Linked DNA regions of Mus musculus: region 1 is linked to region 2. The links are chromatin contacts, called in public HiChIP or PLAC-seq maps. All regions are on one chromosome and are shown on one strand. The core of a region is the stretch at or near the end of the contact, and the rest is flanking DNA. Distances in the headings are between cores, read along the strand shown. Region 1 overlaps Cnot2 (CCR4-NOT transcription complex, subunit 2). Region 2 overlaps Myrfl (myelin regulatory factor-like).

Evidence for each region. HiChIP or PLAC-seq counts read pairs in DNA pulled down with a chosen protein or histone mark.
Region 1: an H3K27ac HiChIP or PLAC-seq map of embryonic stem cells shows a contact between it and region 2, with 3 times the contacts expected there. The contact joins two enhancer-like sites. A contact is called at or near these places in 7 of 484 Hi-C or Micro-C datasets (B cells, the C2C12 cell line, the HPC-7 cell line and 4 more), 8 of 115 datasets of contacts at active chromatin or transcription factors (the NIH/3T3 cell line, bone marrow-derived dendritic cells, double positive thymocytes and 2 more) and 1 of 9 other capture datasets (embryonic stem cells).

What each region holds. Positions count from the first base shown.
Region 1 is chr10:116,511,996-116,514,695 of GRCm38.p6, reverse strand. The region is part of intron 4 of Cnot2 (CCR4-NOT transcription complex, subunit 2); the gene reads left to right. The region is part of intron 2 of Gm31593 (a long non-coding RNA gene); the gene reads right to left. Among named protein-coding and RNA genes, the nearest start is that of Gm31593, 4.4 kb to the right of the region's middle. Within about 2 kb of position 1,310, at least 26 of the 459 cell types and tissues checked have an H3K27ac peak or open chromatin away from gene starts, as enhancers often do. A contact at or near this core is called in embryonic stem cells, where this site is marked.
Region 2 is chr10:116,807,040-116,809,739 of GRCm38.p6, reverse strand. All of the region lies in intron 13 of Myrfl (myelin regulatory factor-like), which reads left to right. Among named protein-coding and RNA genes, the nearest start is that of 4930579P08Rik, 79 kb to the right of the region's middle. Within about 2 kb of position 1,294, at least 9 of the 459 cell types and tissues checked have an H3K27ac peak or open chromatin away from gene starts, as enhancers often do. A contact at or near this core is called in embryonic stem cells, where this site is marked.

The sequences.
Region 1 (2,700 bases), core at 61-2,560, 300 kb after region 2:
CTTCATTGCATTGAAATGAAGTAGCTGTATAGTTGGAATAGTCTTTTCTTACTCGGCTAAGTATTTACAATCTTGGAAGTGGGATAAGGAAAAGTTTATCTAGTGTCTCCTAGTGTGTGTCTTATATGTAGGCAGTTAGTTAACCAGCTGTCTCGATGAACCATAGACATTTGTGTCTGGATTCTCAAAGGCCCCAGGCTACTTGGAAACAGAAATAAGTCTTCCTAGGATTTAGAGTCCTGACTCGTGTGTGGTGGTATAGTACCTAGTTCTAACTGATAGACATCTGAGATTGCAATTGACTTTGTAGAGCAAGAGAGCATAACTGACACGATTTAAAAGTGAAGATCCTGACGTTGGGATGCCCAGGCAAAGTAACTTCTAGTTGCTTTAGGAATTGAGTCTGGCGTGCTTGTTGTATGCACTGGAGAGATGTATGTGGATAGGACCATTCTCCTTGATGCTGTGAGCTTACTATCTAGTAAACACACTGCTGTTTTTTATTGTGTGTCTTGATTGTCTTTGTGCCATTAGGACTTTGTTTATGAGAAGCACTTAGTAGATATTTGCTGTTATATAATGAAGAAGATAAGTTTCTCGAACATACTGTTGGTATATGCCCTTAGATAGTTTAATGATGAAACAATTTAGGGAATGAGGAACTTTCTGGTTATCAATTAGTTTCAGCTATTAGTAAAGTATAATCTTTCCTTTCATGTGGATTAGAGATCAAAGAGATCATTAAGCTTTCCTGTATAAACTTTCTGTGGAAACTCAGTTAATTAAACTGCCTCATTTTTCTTTGACATTAAGATCATTTGTTGGGTCCTTCAACTGTCATGTGCACATTAAAAATGAGGGGGAAGCTGGTATTCCAGTATTTACTGTGTGTTAATCTTCACAACTCCATGAAATGTTAAGGAACTTGTAAGGTCTTGTAGATGGCAAGTGATGGAGCCAGGATTAAGTTCCTTTGTAAGAGTAGTGCTCTGAATCTAACACAGTGTGTGAAACCCAAGAGCTGAAGTCATGATCCTAGTGATAGTGTTGCCTCTGCAGATCCCAAGAAGCTACTGAAGGTGTTGTGACATTTATGCACTCATCATGTATTATTGATGAGGGCTGCCCTGAATAACGTTCTGTACCAAGACCCAATCAATAGTATAACAAGTAATGAAGTTCCTGTTTTTCTCAGTGCTGACTTGTAATGGGCGGAGACAATAAACACAACCGAGGAAACCCTGCAGTTCTTGTAACAAGTAGGACAAAGCCTCCCAGTCAGGCTCATGAGATGTGTGAGGAGGTCAGGGTTACGTGAATCAGCAAAAAGCCTCTCTGTCTTAGGAATTAAGAGTTAGTGTGGAACGTGAGTACTGAGAATAGAATGATAGTTCCCGGAATGAGTGGTCGTGACTGAGCCTTTTGAGTATAGGAAAGCTAGGGCGCTCTAGTAAGTCACTTCCTGACAAAGGAGCAGTCAACAAGTCCATGTAATGAACGAGAGGACATCAGTGAATTATCCAAGGGATATCTCAGATCATAGGAAGCCTTGTAAACATCTGCTAAAGAATTCAGACTGGGCTGGAGAGATGGCTCAGAGATTAAGATCACTTGGCTGCTCTTTCAGAGCCCTCCAGGATCTGTTCCCTGCACCCACATGGCAGATTACAACCATCAGTGACTGAGGGGCCAGAGGATATAACATTGTCTCTGGCTTCCTCAAGAACTTCTATTTACACGCGTCATAAACAGACATGAACAGGCAAAACATCTTAACACATGAAAAAATAAAGGAAGAATCCGGCCCATGTTCTGGCCCTATGTAAGGTGCCAGCCTGATGACCCAAGCTCCACCTTAGAGCTCACGCACAGAGCAGTCCTACCGTTGTCCTGTGACCTCTGCATACACACAAAGGAAATGCATAAATGTAAAAGAAAAGAGTAATTTGAATACGTTCTGATTGCTGTTGTACATGAATAGCAAAGGTTTTTGATGCCACTTCCTCTTTAACCATCACTTTGCTTTGTAGAAAGCGGGCTGAATGGGGAAGGAGTGAGAGTCAAGCAGGAGCAGGGAATTGGGCTAGAGACCGAGAAGCAGTTGGATTTGGGTAGTTTGGAAATACAGTTTACACAGCTTGTTATATAGCGTTTGGAAAGAAAATTGCCATATTTACAAGATTGGAGATTTATGTGACTGGGTACTAATTAATAATCTATACTGGACATTTAGGTTGGGGGAGCGAACAAAGTTTGCTTACGGAAACGTGTGGCACTGCGTGCACCATGAAAATTGGTCCTGCAGAGCTTCTTTTGTCTGCTATTGTCTGGTTCACAATAGCTTTTTGTTCTAGGTTTGAGTTTTGAAAGCAGTTTGCTTTATCCATTTTCCCATCTGATACATCCTTAATTTGCGGAAGGCATGTTCTCCTGTAGGTCTGTAATCAGTCTTCTTCCATTTCTCTTCCCCTTGTTTCCTAGGCTCATCTACCCTGTCATCTGCCTGCATTCTCATACAGCTTGGCAGACTCGCCTGTCATGCCATCTCTAGCCACTTGACTTTGAAACATTACCTCCACCATTTATGGCCCGACTTAGATCATGGTCATTATTGCATTGATATAGTCTCCAGGAGACTGTTTCTAGTCCCAAGCCTGCGAAGTATTGTGCATGCCCCCAACAGGGTCTTCCTTAGCCCTT
Region 2 (2,700 bases), core at 45-2,544:
TAGAGCTAAGTCACACTGTGTTGAGGAAAACCTTCTCTAAAAAGAAGCAGAGAAAGGAGCGGGTGTGCAGGGCAGGACATGGTGGAGAAAAGGGGTGGGGTGGGCTGGGCTTGGGAGCTGTAGGAGAGTAGATTGCCCGTGTGTGAGTGGAGGGGGAAGAGGCCAGAGAGGATGAAGGGCAACGGGATCTGGGCGGCTGAATTGGTTATCTACTGACCACGTGACCCGCTGTAAACATTCCCCTTGTTGTGGCTTAACGTCCCCTGTAATCTAAGCTTAGTGAGTAGCAATATGACACCCACGATGTCTTGGAATCACGGAATGCTATTCTTATCTTCATTAACTCCTGCCTTAGTTTTATTAAACAAAAGGAAAGCCTGAACCGTCATTAGAAACCTTAAAGCAGTTTCTGTCAGAAGATCTTTTAATTTTTAAAGAAAAAAAATTTTTTAATGAATCTCTCCTCCTCCCCCATATCATCATCACCATCACCATCACCATCATCACCATCACTGTTATTTTGGTGCTGTGCATGTGAGTGCAGTGGCCCGAGAAGGCCAGAAGTCAGAGGCATCAGATTCCCTCTGGTACTAGAGTTACAGGCAACTTCGAGGGACCACGTGGCTGCCAGGACTCAAACTCCCATCCTTTGTAGGAGCTGTGTGCACTTCTCGCCACTAAGCCCTCTCTCCAGTGCTCCAAAATAGTTTTAATGTACATAAAATTAAAATAGTAATTGTCTTAATTAGGGTTTTACTGCTGGGAACAGACACCATGACCAAGGCAAGTCTCAGAAAGGACCACATTCGACTTGGGGCTGGCTTACAGGTTCAGAGGTTCAGTCCATTATCATCATGGCGGCATGCAGGCAGATAGGGTGCTGGAGAGGTATCTGAGACTTCTACATCTGAATCTAAAGGCGGTAGGAAGAGAGAATGAGCCACTGGGCGTGTCTTGAGCTTCTAAAAAAAAAAAAAGTCAAAGCCCACCCACAATGACATACTTCCTCCAATAGACCACACCCACTCCAACAAAGCCACACCTCCTGATAGTACCACTCCCTGTGAGCCCGTGGGGTGCATTTTTCATTCAAACCACCACAGAAATGAAACCCACACCCATCTTCCTCAGAGTCCAGAGTATATTAATTATTTTTTCTCACTCCTGTAACACCTGACGGAATTTACTTAAGGGAGGAAGCATTTATTGTGACTCAGGTTTAGTACCTGGTGGTGGAGTAGCTCATGGCGGCAAGAATATGAGGCAGCGGGAGATGAGGACTCAGACTGCAGCTAGCCTGGGCTACACCCCTCAAAGGCTCATCCCCAGTGACCCACTTCTGAAAGCTCTGTGCACAGCCCAAGGGTGACAACGTTTCAATATAGCACTGCAATATCCGCTTTTCCGGGATAACATTTGAAATGTAAAAAAGAAAACACCCCCTCTCTCACACACACACACAAAAGACCCTATCCTATGTCCTTCCCCCTGCTTCTATGAGTCTGTTCCTCACCCACCCACCCACTCACTCCCCACCTCCCCGCCCTCGCATTCCATCAAGCTGTCACAGGACTAAGGCCTCTTCTCTCACTGATGCCTGACAAGGCCACCCTCTGCTACATATGCGGCTGGAGCCATGGGTCCCTCTATGTGAATTCCTTGGTCGGTGGCTTAGTCCCTAGGATATCTAGGAATTCTGGTTGGTTGATGTTATTCTTCCTATGGGGTTGCAAACCCCTTCAGCTACTTCGGTCCATTCTCTAACTCCTCCATTGAGGAGGACCCTGTGCTCAGTTCAGGGGTTGGCTACAAGTCCGCCTACAGAGAGCATCTAAGATTCCAGTTCCAACCTGCTACAAATGCTTATCTTTCTTCAACTCAATTACTTAAACTGAGTTTCAGAGTTATGTCATTTTATTATAGATACTTTATATCTATATATGTCTGTCTATCTGTGTGTGTGTGTGTGTGTGTGTGTGTGTGTGTGTGTAAGTCATAGGTCAGTCTTGGCTATCATTCCTTAGAGACAGACGCCATCAACCTTGTTTTTTTGAAACAGGGTCTCTCATTGGATTGCTGCTTGCTGTAGAGTGAGTGTCTGACAAAGAGTCCTAGGGGTTGCCCGTCTCTGTCTCCCTAGAGCTAGAGTATTACCGTGCCTGCATGACTTTCTCTCCCCTTAGGTTCTGGGTCCCTAACTTACATCTTTGTGCTTGCACAATCAAGGCTTTACCTGACGAGCTATCTTCCCAGCCTGATATCTTTTTGAAGGGGAAGGACCACTTCTTAAAAATGGAACTACCATACCATTACCATGTAGAAAAAATTACCAATTATGGTAAATTTTACGATAGTCGGGGCTGAAATTTCACAAATGTTTTTGTTTTGTTTTGTTTTTATGTAAATTTAACACGAAAGGCATACAGATGTCCATATAGTTTGGGCAGCCATTAAGAAACAATTAAAAAATTTTCTATTACGTTCCATCATTTGGTGGGGTTAGCAAACAATGATATTCTGTCATTCTTTCTTTGGTCACTGGCATTCTATTAAAACGAAGAACATTTCCTCACCAGATATATAGTTGACGTACAGTTGAGGAAGCGAAAGGTTCATTCCTTTCTTTATTTATGAGTGTTCTGAAAGAGAAAGTTAAACCTCTAATGTCTTCTGAAGGCAACCAATAAAACATTTTTAAAT